Regions from separate parts of the Mus musculus genome. Here regions 2 and 3 are each linked to region 1. The links are chromatin contacts, called in public HiChIP or PLAC-seq and promoter capture Hi-C maps. All regions are on one chromosome and are shown on one strand. The core of a region is the stretch at or near the end of the contact, and the rest is flanking DNA. Distances in the headings are between cores, read along the strand shown. Region 1 holds the start of Lrtm2 (leucine-rich repeats and transmembrane domains 2). Region 2 holds the start of Slc25a18 (solute carrier family 25 (mitochondrial carrier), member 18). Region 3 holds the start of Ret (ret proto-oncogene).

The links. HiChIP or PLAC-seq counts read pairs in DNA pulled down with a chosen protein or histone mark. Capture Hi-C pulls out chosen DNA fragments and counts their contacts.
Region 2: a contact with region 1 is called in a promoter capture Hi-C map of pancreatic islet. The contact joins the promoter of Slc25a18 here to the promoter of Lrtm2 in region 1. A contact is called at or near these places in 2 of 9 other capture datasets (liver and pancreatic islet).
Region 3: a contact with region 1 is called in a FOXA1 HiChIP or PLAC-seq map of pancreatic cancer cells. The contact joins the promoter of Ret here to the promoter of Lrtm2 in region 1. A contact is called at or near these places in 4 of 39 promoter capture datasets (embryonic stem cells and liver), 1 of 115 datasets of contacts at active chromatin or transcription factors (pancreatic cancer cells) and 1 of 9 other capture datasets (embryonic stem cells).

What each region holds. Positions count from the first base shown.
Region 1 is chr6:119,329,233-119,332,547 of GRCm38.p6, forward strand. It overlaps Lrtm2 (leucine-rich repeats and transmembrane domains 2), which reads right to left and starts at 1,534. Exons shown (of 5, transcript NM_172492.3): 1 at 1,263-1,534. All of the region lies in intron 26 of Cacna2d4 (calcium channel, voltage-dependent, alpha 2/delta subunit 4), which reads left to right.
Region 2 is chr6:120,772,127-120,775,441 of GRCm38.p6, forward strand. It overlaps Slc25a18 (solute carrier family 25 (mitochondrial carrier), member 18), which reads left to right and starts at 1,642. Exons shown (of 10, transcript NM_001081048.2): 1 at 1,642-1,658.
Region 3 is chr6:118,196,170-118,199,484 of GRCm38.p6, forward strand. It overlaps Ret (ret proto-oncogene), which reads right to left and starts at 1,575. Exons shown (of 19, transcript NM_001080780.1): 1 at 892-1,575. The coding sequence starts at 964.

The DNA.
Region 1 (3,315 bases), core at 284-2,783:
AGAAGCCCGTCTCTTTGCCTGTCCTGCCTGGTTTTCCTGTCTCCCTCTTCTGGCAGAGCCGGAGCCCTCCTGCAGTGGGAAGGTGGGGGTGGGAGCGCTGGGCTCTTCTTGGCAGCTTGGAAGCTGATGTTGGATTTCCCTACCAGCTGGACTTCCCCCGCCCAGCGCCACATGCTGGCTCCTTCCCCTCCCCCCACCTGCTGTAGTTATCTAAGCTGTGGGCCTGTCAATCTGAGTCACACAAGGCAATGCCCAACAAACCCTGGCAGCCTGGTGCCAACATCCCCACCACCACCCTGGAATGCAGACAGCTGGGGGTGGGAGGCAGAGCAACCAATCAGAGCCCAGTCCCAGACCTGCCGGCCATACAGGAATTTGAACTGCAGATTCCTGGGCAGAATTCAGCGTTATGAAATGGGCCTGGGGCTCCTGAGAAGCAGTGTCCTGCTCCGAGTTGGCCATCCATGCCCATATGAGCCAGGCAGCAGGTGAATGTGACCTCGCTGTACGCTGCCCCCTACACTAAGCACCCGGGGCTTGGAAGGCATCTGACCCACCTGCTGCAAAGGGCATTATGCAGTGGTGGACCACCTAAGCATCTCGGGCTCCTGGTTTGTTTGGCCATCTAGTGTGCTAAAAATCAAGGCCTGGGTTTGTAAGGAAGAACTACCAGACACCCCTCCTTCACTCCCAGCCACACCCCCACCAAGGAGGCTCTATCAGGACTGCAAAGACTATTCCAACTAGGAAGGGCTCCTTTGCACCCTTGTTCAAGGACAGCTACCTCGGGGCCAGCAAGGCCAGCAAGAGCAACTGGTATAAAGGTCCAGCCTGCGCCTCCTCACTCAGTGGGTCCTCCACCCTCCACCCTCACTCAGGCCTCTCAGAATGCCAGCCTGTTTCCAACACCCAAGCTGTCTCCCCCTCCCATAGCTGCCGCTCCTCCCGCTGCAGGGACATTTCCATGCTACCCGGGGCCATCATGTGGCACCAGCACTGCTCTCCTCCCTGTCCCCTCCTCCATACCCCCTCCTTAGCAGAATACACCGCTATGTCCCCAGCACTAAGGAGTCAGAGTTCCTAATGCTCTGTACCTTTGGGTTGCCCAGGTTATCTGGTCCTAAGTGGTTCCCCCACCCCACCTCAGCAACTGCCCTGGGAAGAAAGCCCTGATCATCGTGCAGGGACAGGTGGTCCCTAGTTCCCATACCCAAGCCCTTTGCGCCAACCCCATTCTCTCCCAGAAGCCGCTCACAACTCACCTTTTTGCACCGGGACCTGATGCTCAGACCAGGTAGCCGGACACACGGGCAGCTTGGCAGGCAGAACGCAGGGATGTCCGGTCTGGTTCAGGGCAGCGGGAGACTGGGCAGCGCCTGTGAAGGAGGCGGACCCGCAGGCTGAGCTGCCGCTGCCGGGGAGGGGGCTGCGGGGTCAGCGACAAACTGAAGCGAAAGAGGGAGGGCGGGAGGAAGACAGACCGAAGAGGGGGAGAGGTAGAAGGATCAGAGCGCGCGTGCTCAACAGCAAGCAAGCAGAGGGAGGAGAGCGCGCAGCGGAGTGACAGCTGGGGCGCATCTGCGATGGCGGGCGCGCGCACCGGCCTCCGAAGCTCTGTGGCAGCAGGAGAGCGTTTGTGGGTGAATCTCCGCTGCCCCAGACTACAGGTACTACAGGTACCCTTATCTCCTCTCACCTCCCAGGAGCGGCCATCTCTGGCTGTCTAGAAGGCAGGACCTTCCAAGGGGTACAGGACCCAAAACACAGCCCCGCTGACTGTCTTGGATCTTAGACCTGCCGGAACACTAGGTCTGTCTCCTGTGTCAGACCCCAGTTCTGATAAGGAAAAACCAGCTCCTTAAAGGCTGAGTTCCTCTTACAAGAGGAACGCTGAGGGTCCTCAGAGATGCCAAGGCAACAGAAAGCCCTTTAGACAAGGGGCTGAGTCTGTAGATGTGACCACCCTTGGCCAGGACTATTTGGGAGAGAGAGGTGTCAGAGCACGCAGCTGCAACCTGAAGGAACAACAAGCAGAGACCATGTGCCTCTGTGCACACGGGGAACTGAAGGAGCTGGCCTTGGTGGTCTAAGACCTCTCTCCCAATCAAGACAGAGCAAGTCTAACACATTGCCATTCACTGGCATAAAGAGTGTTCCTTCCAATGCGGGGCTGAGCCAGAGGCTAAGCCAGAAGAGAAGCTGGACTTCCCAGCCTGCAGCCTGAAACAGGCCTCATTCCTTTACATCCTGCCTGTTCAGCAGATGATCTAGCTTGTAGGTAACACAGCATGAATATGTATCTCAGGGTCCTTTCTCTATGTTATATGCAGGGCTGGGCGCGCCTTGATTCAGGACTGCAATCCAGCAGAGCTGAGAGAGTCCCCATCCTCTCTGAAGTTCCCTGTGCCTGCCCTTTCAACAAGGCAACCAGCCACTACCCTAACACTCTCCCAGCTCCTGCCTCAGCAAAACAGACCCTTCAGGAGCACGGTGATCTCTGTGCATAGTGATCTATCCCTGCCTTAAAAACTCAGCTCTGGAAGGTGGGGGTGGGGGCAAGATGGCTCTCCTAGCAGGTAGCAGCACTTGCTGTCAAGCCTAATAGCCTGGGGTCAACCCCGAGAACCCACATGGAGATAAGAGACTCCCACAGGCTGTCCTTGGGATGGACACACACACACACACACACACACACACACACACACACACACACACCATATAAGTAAAATTAACAGCAACACCCAACATCCCTCTACAGGGATTTTTTTTCTCTGTACCACTTTATAGTTCTGATCACAGAGGAGTCCGTGTGGTAGCTTTTTGTCCTGTATTGTGAGCTGTTTGGGGGTAACTTGCCTTACCTTTCCCTATCACCCACAGCTCTATGCCCTCCTGTTGGTTAAATCTATGCTTTTGCTTCTCAAGTAGTTAGCAGCTGAGCAGTTACCCCGTGCTGAGTTCTCAACTTACAGAATAAGCAGGTGGGTTGAGCTCTGAAATTGCCTCCACCCAGGAATCCTAGGATGCTGGCACTCCCTGAGTACCTTCCAGGCCACTGCTATCAGCTGCACAAATCAGGCCCCTCCCTCACAGTCCCTGTTTAGCCAATCATAGGCCAAGAAGGATCAACACAGGTGCAGAGGCCAGCAGGGGAAAATTGGTGCTCCAGATGTGTGTGTGTGTGTGTGTGTGTGTGTGTGTGTGTGTGTGTGTGTGTGTGTGTGTGTTCCTGTACTGGTTTGTGTGTGCTTTGCTTTGTTTGAGTGCCATCCCTGATGTGTGTTTGTGTGTGTGTGTGTGTGTGTGTGTGTGTGT
Region 2 (3,315 bases), core at 392-2,891, 1.4 Mb after region 1:
GTGGTGGTTTCTGTTTGCCTGGAGTGGGATGGCAAGTCACTGGCTGCCAGCCCCATGCACCAGCCTCTCAGAAACCCAGCCCAGTTGCATCATGCCTTAGGCATCCAGACAGCTGCTTCCTTGTGCACCCTACTGTCCCTTAGAAAATAGAAACTTGGGAGCCTAACTTATTCTCCACCCAAAACCCCCATATTACATAATTCCTCAACAGGGAAAGCCAGATTACTAAGAATTTAGCTGTGGGCCTGGAGGAATGGCTCAGTGTTAAAAGTACTTGCTTCTCCCAGTACCCACAGAGCAACTCACAACTGCTTGCAATTCCAGTTCCAAGAGATCCAGTGCTCAGTTCTGACTTCCATTGTGCATATAAGATACAGGCAGTCATTTACATGTACAATCCTGTATGTCAATTAAAAATAGATCTACTGTAAACAAAATAGAACTTAATTCTTAGAACTTGATGTAGATCAATTGATAAGAGTGTCTGCGGCCGGTGTGGTGGCGCACACCTTTGATCCCAGCACTCGGGAAGCAGAGGCAGGTGGATTTCTGAGTTCGAGGCCAGCCTGGTCTACAGAGTGAGTTCCAGGACAGCCAGGGCTATACAGAGAAACCATGTCTCAAAAAACAAACAAAAAAGAGTGTCTATACTGTGTGTGAGGCCTCAAGTTCCAACTTCCAACTCCAGATGAAGCTGGGTGTGTGTCAGAGAGGCAGGAAGCTCAAAATCAAGTCCTCTTGTATACATAGCTTACAGCTTAGGATACACAAGATCCTATCTCAAAAGAAAGTGTCTATTCTACACAAATCATTTTGACGAAACAATGCTAAATCCTGTATACAACAAAAAATACTATCTTCTACTACTAGTGAGCTTGATTTTAAAACTTGTTTGTGCAGTATTGTTCTGATCTCTCCCTGAAAATATTAATAACGGAGAAATACCTAGCTGGAGTCTTCTGGAAGGGGAATGGCTTATGATCTGTGGCTATTATGTACATGGTGTCTTTGGCTGTGGCTCTTTTCTCCTGGGTGGCTGTAAATCCTTCCAGCTCGGCCAGGAGTGGCAAAGCTCTGAGCACCGATGCTGCTGCCTGTCAGGGCAGACTTCCCTGTCCTCACCCCCCACTTCGCTCTGGTAGCTTGGCCTTGTTGATCTGTTGCCCTGGATTCAGTTCCTTGAGCTTTTGAAAGGACAGTGTTTGTGCATTTGTTTCTGTCTCCTTTGTGCTTACAAGGCTCACTCCTCTAGTTTCCTGAGGCAGTTTTAGCAAAAGCTTTCAGTGCACAGTGAAGTGCTGTAGCAGCCAAGAAGGCAGCTGGGAAATGCCCAGATTGAGCTATTGTATCCTGGAGTCCCTGCCCCCGTGCCTCCATGACACGAATTTTAATGCAGGTGCCTTGAGACCATTTGAGGAGTGGAAAACCACAACTTGCTCATCCTGTGGGCTCATTTCTGACCACATAGGACCATTCACCCTGGTCTGGCTGAGCAGAGGTTTTGAAGCAGTGAAGCCAGCTCCTCAGATTGTATCACGAGTTTTAACTCTAGGGAAGAGTTAAGTCTTTATAGGAAGGAAGGCAAAGACAAGATCCAGCACAGCCGGGCCTGGAGTATACCAAACACAGATGTGGAGTGACCCCTAAACGCCTTGTCCGTAAGTACAGTTGCCCTTGCTGTCCTTAGGGATCGGTTCCAGAATTCCCAGTGCTAAGTCCCAGTGCTTAAGTCCCCATGTAACTTGGTATTTGCATACCATCTATGCACATGGCCCTGTATATTGTTGTCTCTTTTAAAAACCCCATGTATAGAGCTGTCACGCTGTACTGTTGAGCACTGACGAGAGAAAATGTCTGTGCATACTCAGCACAGAATCCCCACTCCCGCAGTTTGCTGCATCCACTTGAGGCCCAGCAGACTGATGAGCAGCATCTGCCTGGCACTTTGCCTGCTCCTTCAGAATACAGAGGAAAGACTACTGTCCTTTCCTCAGTTAGTAAAGGGGGACACATTGAAGGAAACCAGCCTACAGCAACCAAAGTGCTGGAAGGGATGGTGCTTAGCCAGAGGTGAAGAGGGTGAAGTCTGGTTTGTTACTCATTGCAGCAGGGTGGTTCTTGGTGTGTTCACACCATTTGGCCTGGACAGACATCAGTGCACAGGTTAAGTCTGACCTGGTATCTGTCAGACAGTAACCTACGTTATGAACAAACATCACCTAGAACCTGGTTTAAATGTAGGTTCTGTGCCTTCCTCCTCCTGCCTGATCAGCCCATGAAGTGCCCAGCCCCCTGATGTGAGACACCCTCTTTGATGATGCATCACAGACCATAAGAGCACCCCCATAGTGGAAGGACCTGGCATCAAATCTAGGGCTTTACACCTTTCTGATCTGAGCTGAATTTTACCTTCATACCTAGCGGATATATCTATCTCCACTAACGTCTCCTGAAGAACTATGGAAGGCAGCTTATGTTGCTGACTAAATGGTAACAGATGTCCTCTCATCTATACTTGGGAAGAAATAGCAAAGCTGACGAACTCCCTTACTGTCCACCCTGACTTAGGCCACCTGCTGTCTTCCTTTCATTGGTCTCAGTCCAGTTCAGTTTCCCATTTTCTCTGCACCTCAAAGTTTTCAAACTGTGGCCCTAATATCAAAACTGTAGTCCTTTGCTATCTAACAGCCTACTAATAATACATGATAGTCCCTCAGCTGCTGCAACATTTTAGTTAACAAGCTCCTGCCAGACTGCCTCTTACTGGTTTCCTGGGCTACACAAAACCTGCCTTAAAGAGATTGGTTTTCATGATGCACTCAAGATTGAAAGCCAGCCAGAAAGTTGGAAAGCTTGACTGTGTACCTGTGTCATTAGGGTATCCCGGTAACATAAGACTTGGTCATTGGGCCTGGGGGGTTGGAAATACTGCCTTCCTAGCTGACTTGGGATCTTGCAGGGCCACTCTGGAAGCAAGTAGACCTTTGATCCTGCCTGGAAATTTGCTTAAAGAGAGTTCAGGTGCATCTCTTAACTTTGCTGTACTTTTCCAGACCCATCACCCTTCTTTCTCTCTGCCTGTAACCGAACCAAAGCCAACCAAAGCTGAAGCTGCCTGCTCCCCTGATCTTCCTCTCCTGTGGGTCCTTCCTAGCTGGTGATGTCACCCCGGCTTTTTTTTTTTTTTTTCTTGTTTGATTTGGTTTGGGTTTTTCATTTGAGACACTCATGAAGCCCAAGCAGGTCCAAAATTTGCTTTCTAGCCAAATACATTCTTGATTTCCTGCTTTTCCTTTCTCTACTTCCTGATTGCCA
Region 3 (3,315 bases), core at 325-2,824, 1.1 Mb before region 1:
AACCGGGTCAATATCCTGTATCCTTGTGGTTCATTTGGTCAGGGTATAGGAGCGAGGGCAGTGACCAGCCTTTGAAAGGCCACACCTAATGAGGGGCGCCTATGTGTGCTGTCCATGATGCTGGCAGCCCATCACCACACTCCCGAGTGGCAGGGCCCAAAGCTCTGGGTAACTAAATGTCAGCCCTGGACCCTATTATGCCTCCAAAAGACACATTTTCATGTGCTCCAGCGGAATAGCATGTGACACAGGACTCCCAACTGTGGGGCAGAGCTCAGAGCTCTCGGCGAAGACACGCGGGGACGGGGGGGGGGCGGGGGGGGAGAGACCACAGGCTTTTAGGTTTTTAAAGATCAGGGCGGCAAAAACACACACAGGAAAAATAACCTTTACTAAAGATTGCCTCAGCGCCCTTCAGCCAGACGAATGGAGCTACAGCAAGTGCAGAATTGAAACGCGAAAAGAAAATCTGGGCGCTGCAGTCTCCAAGCGCTGGCTCAAGTCGTGGGCTTCCCAGGGCTGCCTACCCTGTCCGCTCGCAGCTGCTCCCCAAAGGCGACAAGATCTGTCCGCTTCGCTCGGGCACACGGCCGGCCGCGGCTGGAAAAGCGACCAGCTTGGGATGTTCAGCTGCGGCTTTGGCGGAGCAGTCTACTCTGCCCGGCTCGCAACTCGCACGGACCCAAGGCGAGCCGAGCCCCGCCCAGCCGGTGGCCCAAGCGCAGCAGCTAGCCGCAGCGACCCGGTTCCCAGACCCGGAGGCCCGCCAGCCGCGCAGCCGGCCGGTGACAGCCAATGTAAGCGCGCTTCTGCGCGCGTCAGCTTCCCGGCTCGGCGCGCAGCGCTAACTTCACCCCGGCCCCTACCGTCCCAGCCGCCCGTAGGACTCACCTTCTCCTAGCAGCGGCAGGAGCAAAATCAGCTTCAGCCCCAGCCCTGCGGCGCCGGACGTCGCTTTCGCCATCGCCCGTGCGCGCGAGGGCCGCGGTTGAGGAGCAGGCGGGTCTCGGCGGCGGTGGGGTGCGGCGCTCAGCCGGGCCTCCCCATGCCAGCCCGGGCGCAGCGGGCACTGCGGGCGCGTTGCGTCCGGGCGCGACTCCCAGCTGCGGACTCGGAGCCGCTCTCTGCTGTTGCTTGCACGGCTCCGGTTGCGGTACTGATGAGAGACCTGCGCTGCCTGCGCCCGGGGAGCGGACTGGGGCAGGGCAGGGCGCAGAGGGAGTGGCAGCGAGAGGGGCGGGACCAGGGGTGCGGGTGTGTGTGGAGGGGCGGGGCTCCAGGTACTGTGTGGGGCAAGGTGGGGCGGCACCCGACTGCTAGGGGAACCTCTATTTCCTCTCTAGATGAGCGCGGGTCGGAGCTGGGTGCGTGTGGGTTGTGGTGCGGGTGCTGGTCTACTAAAGGTAACCTGGATCCATGATCATTTGCCGGCATAGCCACTTTCTCACCCCGTGCGTCTCGCTTGCTGTTTCTGTTAGTCCTTTCCCGCCGCCCAGAAAGAGCAACACAGAAGATTCGGCGTCTGGGCCGACTGGTCACCTATACTCGCAGAGACCCAGAGTCTAGAATGATGTCCCTCCAGTCTCTGGACGCGAAGAGCATCCTCCGCCATTTATCAAGGGGGCGGGAGTGAGAAGCGCGTTTGGAGCCTGCAGCTTCTTCTGGGGTTAGAGGCGGGAAGAGGGGAGGAGCCCTGATCAAGAGAAAGAGGGACAGAGAGCCTGCTTCCAGTGTACAACATATCATGTGGTGAAGACGGTTGGGGGTCCTGTTGGGCTTGTTTGTGATTCCCAGGACCGGTACAACCAATAGGACCAAGACACTGGCTAATTGCACACCTTTCAAAGAGACCTGCTACCGTTGTCGTCTGGTGCAGTGCTGGGAATTGTATGCGCTTATCCCACCAAATAGAAGAGCTCTTAGGATGTGAACTGACTGATAGGGCAGCGGCTACAGGGGTGTTGGGAAGGATGAAAAGAGAAGTTTGCCAGAAGAATCGAACTCTCCCTTCCCCAAATTATGACTAAATATATTTACCCTTGATATGGGAGCCTCTAGGCAGGAAATAGAAGGTCGGATGCAGGCTCTAGATGCCTGTGAGGAAAACCCATCTCTCCCTACTCCCAGCTGCTTTTTGAAGCATGGCTTGCAACTAGTAATGGAAGGAAAGAAAAACAGACGCCTGTAGGACCTTGGAGTGAACAAACAGGTCCTGGAACCTGAGTCTGGGGAGGGGCTCAGCTGCTCCTCTCCTTCAGTATGCAGAGCCCCACCCTCCTGCCCGACTGAGCTCAGGGTTGAATAAGCAATCTCTGTACATCACTCTGCAGATATGAAGTCAAAGTGAAGTCACCCTCACAGGCAGGAGCAGAAGCTGCCAAGACATAGGCTGACTTGGGACCAGGCCAGCTGAGATCTTATTCAGAGCCTGCCTGCTGATCCGTGGGTATCCAGACCACCAGCCTTCTAACCTAGAAGAGGCACCTTGAGATCACTGGCCTTGGGTTTATGGGGATGGAATTAGTCACAAGGTGCTAATACACTGGATCCCTGGAGTTATCACTTGGGCCTGTGTCCAAGGAAGGGACCTGAACAGGAAGGTTCTCTCTCTCTCTCTCTCTCTCTCTCTCTCTCTTCCTTCCTTCCTTCCGTTCTCTCTTTCTCTCTCTCCCTCTCTTTCTTCCTTCCTCCCTTCCTCTCGCTCTCTCTCTTTCTCTCTTTCTCTCTTTCTCTCTTTCTTTTTTTCCCCCCTACAAACAGGTTCCTGTGGCTGTTTTCCAATAGAATGCAAAGAGAAAAGAGGTCTGGTCCACTCTTCCAACCAGCCTCACTCTCATACCTTCTTCACCGACACTGGGATGAACTCTGCCCATTTTAAGGACCCAGGCAAGAGTACACTCTTGTCTCTTCCTCAGGCCTTCACAGCCTTGAGTGTCCAGATAGCATGGTCGGGACATTTCCCTCTCCTCTGAAGATCTTGAGTGGACTTTTACTCGAGCCCCTAGACATGCATATGCATGCATGCATGCAACCATGTTCAGATACATGGACCCTACATACTTGAGTGCATAGCAAACCCTTCCCTGTGTACGCCCCGGGAGCTGAACAGAGACAGCAGCAGTGGATCTGAGGGAAGCCATGGACCAGCTGCCATTGAAGACCACATGGAAGGTCCAAACTTTGCTTGACCTGGCCCAAGATATTAACTCAGTTTTCAGAATCTGAGCACGGTAGGAGGGAGCTTCCTCTAGGGGAGGGGAAATGGCTGTCTCCCTGTACCTAGGGCAGGTTTGAGGCCAGGCTCAAAGGTCTCTT